2 separate regions of the Pan troglodytes genome follow, and region 1 is linked to region 2. The links are chromatin contacts, called in public HiChIP or PLAC-seq maps. All regions are on one chromosome and are shown on one strand. The core of a region is the stretch at or near the end of the contact, and the rest is flanking DNA. Distances in the headings are between cores, read along the strand shown. Region 1 holds the start of CELF1 (CUGBP Elav-like family member 1). Region 2 holds the start of PSMC3 (proteasome 26S subunit, ATPase 3).

Region 1 (3,457 bases), core at 204-2,703, 130 kb after region 2:
GGGTAATCAAAGACAGTGAAAAGAACTTTAAAAGGTGAAGTTCCGGGCGGGGGCGGTGGCTCACGCCTGTAATCCCCAGCACTCTGGGAGGTCGAGGCGGGTGGATCACCCGAGGTCAGGAGTTCGAGACCATCCAGCCTGATCAACATGGTGAAACCCCGTCTATAGTAAAAATACGAAAATTAGCCAGGCGTGGTGGCACATGCCTGTAATCCCAGCTACTTGGGAGGCTGAGGCAGGAGAATTGCTTGAACCTGGGGAGGTTGCAGTGAGCCGAGATAGCGCCACTGCACTCCAGCCTAAGCAACAAGAGCGAAACTCCGTCTTAAAAAAAAAAAAAAAAAAGGATGAAGTTCTTGTAAAAGATTCATTATTTGTAACCTCTTACACTGCACACATTATAAAGCGTTTCATGCTCTTTAAAACTGTTATACAGCCTTTTTACTCGAAGGTAATAAACCTACAGCTCTCTCCTGGCGAGAAAGAGATTCCATTTTGCGGAAACAGATTCCAGTCAAAATCTCACCACATTCCCCTCAACTATGGGTATGAGCCTAAACCAATGAGAAGCTCCTTGGTGCATGTGTAATGGTCTCCAAGAATTACAACAACATCCTGCCCGGAGGACCACAACCAAGACACCACTGGCTTTAAAATCAAAGCCTGGTCCCTAGCGAAGAAAGCACTTTAATGTGCTCCTCCCGCTCCCGGGTGCGAGATTCCTGCCCAGCTACTAGGCCACGACTGGGTGAGCACCTGATGTGGGGGGAGGGCGAGCCAAGGCCGTAGCGGATCTGGGGCGAGGAACGAGGGGCTCTCGAGGCTCGGGAAAAGCGCTGCCTTCTAGGGGCGCGGACCCTTCGGCACCCACAGGAGTGGACACTAAGAACACCTGAGGCGACAGGGGCAGAGATGGGGTGTCCCGGGCAGGTAGCCTGGGTCCAGCACGGCAGACAGAAAGAGGAGGAAAACGGAGCTGGCCCTGGGCAGGGCACGAGGCCTCTGAGCCTAGAGAGTGAAGGTAAAGGGCGCGGGGAGAGGAAGCAAAGCCACGAGGAGGGCGGGTCTCCCTGGGCGCGGGGGCACGCGCTGGGCAAACGCGACAGGACCCGGGGAGCCGGGGACCCCGACATGCAGGAGGAGATCGCAGCCCTACCCCAGGACGCAGGGAACGAGGAGAGGCCGCGCCCGAAGGGCCCTGGGACCCGCGGCCTCCCTAACCGGACCCGCCCCGCGGCGCCTCCCTCTTGCCTTTTTTCCCCTCCCTCCCTCCCGCGGCCCGTTATCCTGCGGCCGCAGCACTCACCAGCGGCTGCACCTGAGCCCGCCGCTGCCTCAGCTGCTGCCTGCGCCTCCGCAGCCGCCGCCGCCGCCTCGCTGCTGAGGCCGAATCCCGGGGGAGCCTCCGCGTCCCGCCGCCGCTGCCGCTGCCGCCAGAGCAGAACACCCCAAAATGGCGGCACTTCCGGCACCTACCACCGGCGGGGAGGGCAGAGGAGGAGGGGGAGCGCGGCGAGGGGGAACGTATCACCGCGGCGCCGCCCGCAGCGCCGATGCGAGCGGAGCGCGGCGTAGGGGCGGGCCGAGCGCCGGGCGCTGCAGCGCCCCCTCGGGCTGGGAAGTGGAGGAGCAGCCGCACCTAAGCCCCTGGGGCCGCGGGCGGAGCCCTCAACCGAGGGAGCTGCAGGGGCGCATCTCTTTGTCTCCGAGCCCTGCTGGAGGGAAGAGCCAGGCCTGGGAATCTGAAGTTCTCGACTCCGCCCACCGCACCCACAGGAGCTCTAGATGACCCTGGTGGGCAAGGAGGCACCCCTACTGGGCACTGAATAGGAGCATAATAAGATATTTGTTGAATAAATGGATGAGTGAGTGACTGGTGCTTGGCCAGCGTTGGGCACATGGCACGCCCCTTTTTGCCCCAGCAGACAAGCAACAGCATCTAGGCCTTCCTTCTTTGCTGGGATGTGAATATGTGTGTTCCAAGTGCAGGGAGTGCTTTTTAGCAAGATAATCAGTGTGAACGCACAACCTGGCAACGATCGCTGCGACCTAAGGAAGTTCACAAAGATTCTATTAAGAGACCGATTGCCCAGCCATAACCTGGTTTTACCGAAAAAAAAAATATATATATATAATATATATATATATATATTTTTTTCTTAACTCAGGTTAGGTCTCTAAAGACTTCCTCCTGAGTTACTCTGGAATCCCTGGGTCTAGATGGAACGCAAGCAGTACAATTTGTTGTTGTTGTTGTTTAAGCCAACATTTATTCCTAGGTTCCAGACCTTCTGAGGCAGTTAAATGCAGATTAAGAAAGAAAACTTTGTTCTGGAAGCTTTTGGCCCCATCAACATGCAAATAACTCATGGGATGGTTTCTCTCTAACATCATCTGGCTTCCCAGAGAATATAATTTTTATACCCACAAATACTGATTATATCCTACCTTACCACAAACAACAAGTGGGCTTCCAAGCAGAAGCCTCAAGGGTTTTCCTCTTTCGCCTTTGGGGGGGAGAAAACTAACCACAGTTTTTCTGGTACCATATAGTCCTTAAATTGTACATGATCATATTCCCTAATTGTACTGGGTAGTTTTATATACATTCATAATGCTGATATATGATCTTGTTCTTGTTAATAGTTTTATGTGTAGTTGACTGAAAACATCCTATATTTATAGACCATTATAGCTTACAGAATGTGGTCACAAATATTACCATATATTTGCTGCTATAGGTTGTAGAAATGTTTCAAGCAGAGAGTCTGTCTCCTTTTGTGCTCCATAGAATCATGTGGATATCCACATGGCTCACTTCCTCACCTCCTTCAGACTTTGACTTAAGTGTCACCTTCTCAGTCCAGTCTTCCCTAAGCACTCTATTTTACACTGCTTGCACGCATGGCATGTGCACACACACACACACACACACCCATGCTTTCAATCCCACTTTCATTTTTATCCAAAACATTTATCATTATCTAACACAGTTTTTTTTTTTTTTTTGAGACGGAGTCTAGCTCTTGTCACCCAGGCTGGAGTGCAGTGGCGCGATCTCGGCTCACTGCAACCTCCACCTCCCAGGTTCAAGCAATTCTCCTGCCTCAGCCTCCCGAGTAGCTGGGATTACAGGCGCGTACCACGATGCCTGACTAATTTTTGTATTTTTAGTGGAGACGGGGTTTCAACCCCTGTTGGTCAGGCTGGTCTCAAACTCCTGACTGCAAGTGTTCTGCCCGCCTCTGCCTCTCAAAGTGCTGGGATTACAGGCATGAGCCACTGCACCCGGCCTCACAGTATATTTTGTATTTATATATTTTACTTGTTTTATTGACAGTAGCCCAGAAGGTAAACCAAAGGTAAACTTCATGAGGATAGAGGTTTTGTCTGTTTTATTTCACTGCTCTATCCTCAGGGCCTTGATAATGCCTAATCCATAGTACATGCTCAATAA
Region 2 (3,310 bases), core at 221-2,720:
CCTCCACCCACTCTTTCCCTAGTGGCCCCACCCCAGGCTGTCCCCAATCCCTGCTGACTCCCTCTCTTCCCCTCCACATACACACACACCTCGATGACGTTGGAGACAAGGTACGGCAGGGTCTTGTTCACTTTGATTTTCTCACTGTTCTCTTTTATCTTGTCCTTCATGGCTTGGAGCTCATGGGTGACTCTCAACACTTCACTCTTCATGATCTGAGATCAGGAGGGGAGGAGAAGCAAATATAAACCCTGGCACAGCTTATGCTAGAGCCCTGTAACTAGTGAGGTCCAGGGTGCCCAGGGGACCCTCCCGCATCCATTCATCCAGCTCTGAGGCTCTCTGAAGGCAGAGTCTGACTGTGTCCACATCCTGCAGAAGTCAAAAGAGGAGGCCAGTTTGGAAACCTCCTGGTGAAATAGTGGTAGTATTGGAATAAAAGCAGGCCTCCGAGAGAGGCAAATATAGGTTTTAGGTTCTGCCTCGTAGTAAGAACTGGGTGCTTTATCGCAGTACAAACCTCTCTGGGCCTGTCTCCTCATCTGTAAAATAGGCATTTTACTAAAAGAAGGATTCTTGAGAGGATTATTCCCAGTTCTCACTGGGAAAGGCAATCTGATAACCTCTCATCTCAGCCCAGGTCTCCCACCATCCCCTACCTGTCTTCTTGTCCCTTTTAAGGCTTAGTTTTCTTTCCTCTCTTCCTGATACGAGGGGGAAGCCCGAGCCCCATGTCTCCCCCAGGGTGCCCGAGAAGGAAGTAGGAGAGGCGACTCGGATCGCTGGGGCCTGTCCTGTAGGGGGCCCCATCGCCCGCACAGGAGCTGTGCGCCCACCTTGATCTCACTGTCCAGCAGCCGTGTGCGCTGGATGATCTCCTCCGTGGACATCTTGAGCACCTCCTCCCCAATTCCATCTTGCTGTAAAAAATTATTTGTTTATTTATATATTTACTTTTACTCAGAACAAGCATCCCTCGTTCTCCGAACCCACTCACAGCCTCAGTTTCCACGCCCATAAAACCAGGATGGAGTCAGGACCCCTGCCCACATCCCAAACAACCCCGTCCCCGGGATCGGGCCAGACCTTGACCCCCAGCCACCTCCTTCCCTCTTGTCAATGGCGTCTCCCTGCGGGCCCCGGTTCCCGGACCGCCAGCTCGCCCGGTGCCCACCTCGGCCTCATCCCACACGGTCGCCATCTTCTCCTGCCGAGTCACTGGACTCTCAAGATTCGGCAGCAGATTCATTTCCTGGAGGAGCGGGCAGAAGATGGGACCAGGCGGGAGCCGCAACGGGAGATTAATACCGTCTTTCTTAAAGCCTTCTCTTGACCAGTGGAAAACCTCTCCCCACAAATCCCGACTCTTGACCGGACCAGCTCCGGCCGTGCTGCGGAGCAGCGAATCTGCCTCTCCGATTCCAAAGACCAACCCCTGGCCACAGGCCCCGCCCCCGCGGCCCCCGAAACGTTCCCGCCCGCGTCCTATTTTTGCCGGGCGCGAGAGGTGGGGCCGCTATTGGCCGACACGCGCGTTGGGGGCGGGGCCTAGGTGTAAAACCGGAAAGGGAGGGAGAACGGTGGGATCCGCGAGGGCCTTTGGGAAATGTAGTCTTTAATCTGGCCGGTGACAGATGCTTGCGGAGGGGCGCGTTCAAACTCAGACTGTGACCCCGCTAGGAATAAGGGGATTTACACAATGACACTGCCTCCCAATTAATAAACGACATAGGCCAGCCGTGTGCAAAGGGCCAAAAAGGCATGCCACCTCAGTCCGCATTTTTACAATTATTTAAGTACAAGCTGGCCACCCGGAGTTACGGGAGGGAATCATTAACCAGCTTTAAAGAGAAATCGCTGCTGCTCCTAACGTCAGAGCAGGCTTCACGGAATTGTCCACGTGGGAAGAACTCAATTGACCATCAGCCTCTACGATTAAAAACATTATGACTCGGGCCGGGCGCGGTGGCTCACGCCTGTAATCCCAGCACTTTGGGAGGCCGAGGCGGGCGGATCACGAGGTCAGGAGATCGAGACCATCCTGGCTAACACGGTGAAACCCCGTCTCTACTAAAAATACAAAAAATTAGCCGGGCGTGGTGGCGGGCGCCCGTAGTCCCAGCTACTCCGGGCTGAGCCAGGAGAATGGCATGAACCTCGGAGGCGGAGCTTGCAGTGAGCCGTGATCGCGCCACTGCACTCCAGCCTGGGCGACAGAGCGAGACTCCGTCTCAAAAAAAATTATGTCTCGTATCTGCAATTGTTTGTTTTCTCTGCCCATGGTTAGTAATCTCAGTGAGCAGAGCGGGTCTCCGGATCATGGGAGACTCATTCGTTGTACCCTTGTCGGCTATTTTAAATGATCTCTCCTTATCTTTTGAGGTGAGCCCTGGAGCCCCTTTAAAGGGAACTTCATGTAAGCAACATAGCTTATATTTCAAGTCAAACCATCACAAACACTCTGTTAACCTGATGAAAATCTGTGCAATCGTTGCCTTTTTGTTTGTTTGTTTGCTTGTTTTTTGTTTTTTGAGACGGAGTCTCGCTCTGTCGCCCAGGCTGGAATGCAGTGGCGCGATCTCTCCCTACCGCAACCTCCGCCTCCCGGGTTCAATGGATTCTCCTGCCTCAGCCTCTCAAGTAGCTGGGATTACAGGCACCCACCACCACGCCCAACTAATTTTTGTATTTTTAATAGAGACAAGGTTTCACCATGTTGACCAGGCTGGTCTCAAACTCCTGGGCGTAAGTGATCTTCCTGCCTCAGCCTCCTAAAGTGTTGGTACTATAGGCATGAGCCACTACACCTAGCCTTTGCAGTAGTTTTTTTTGGAACACGGTTGAAAGCAGAATTTTTTTCTTTAAATAACAACATGTACAGCTGCTCACTCAGGCTGACAAAGCGTCTCCTCAAGTAACAGTGCTTTATTCCATTCTCTCAACAAGCCTGCCTTGTGGACAGATTGAATTACCATTCTCAACTTTAAATAAGCATAGGGAGGCTCAGAGAGGTTAAGTGCCTTGCTGGAGGTTATTCAGTGAGTCACTGGCAGCACTAGGACTGCTGACCCCAAATTCTCACTTTGAGTTGCCCGACAGGAGCCAAGAAGCCCAGAGGGGAAAGAGACTGTCCAATCTGTGCTGGTCCCACTATGCCTGGGTCAGTTGGGTCCCATTCTGGGGCCTACTTTTGGAGATCCTGACAAATACGAATATGTTTAGAAAGCCTCCAGCCTGGGCCTAGGAGGGATGCAGACATTCTCCCCTTAACCAACTTTTAGGTAGGCTCTTCTGAGCCATCTTTTTTTGA

What was found. HiChIP or PLAC-seq counts read pairs in DNA pulled down with a chosen protein or histone mark.
Region 1: an H3K4me3 HiChIP or PLAC-seq map of stem cell-derived excitatory neurons shows a contact between it and region 2, with 7 times the contacts expected there. The contact joins the promoter of CELF1 here to the promoter of PSMC3 in region 2. A contact is called at or near these places in 1 of 7 Hi-C or Micro-C datasets (stem cell-derived neural progenitor cells) and 1 of 1 datasets of contacts at active chromatin or transcription factors (stem cell-derived excitatory neurons).

Annotation. Positions count from the first base shown.
Region 1 is chr9:51,568,658-51,572,114 of NHGRI_mPanTro3-v2.0_pri, forward strand. It overlaps CELF1 (CUGBP Elav-like family member 1), which reads right to left and starts at 1,454. Exons shown (of 14, transcript NM_001280200.1): 1 at 1,307-1,454.
Region 2 is chr9:51,441,064-51,444,373 of NHGRI_mPanTro3-v2.0_pri, forward strand. PSMC3 (proteasome 26S subunit, ATPase 3) reads right to left here and starts at 1,471. Exons shown (of 12, transcript XM_508413.8): 1 at 1,175-1,471; 2 at 837-920; 3 at 90-215. The coding sequence starts at 1,249.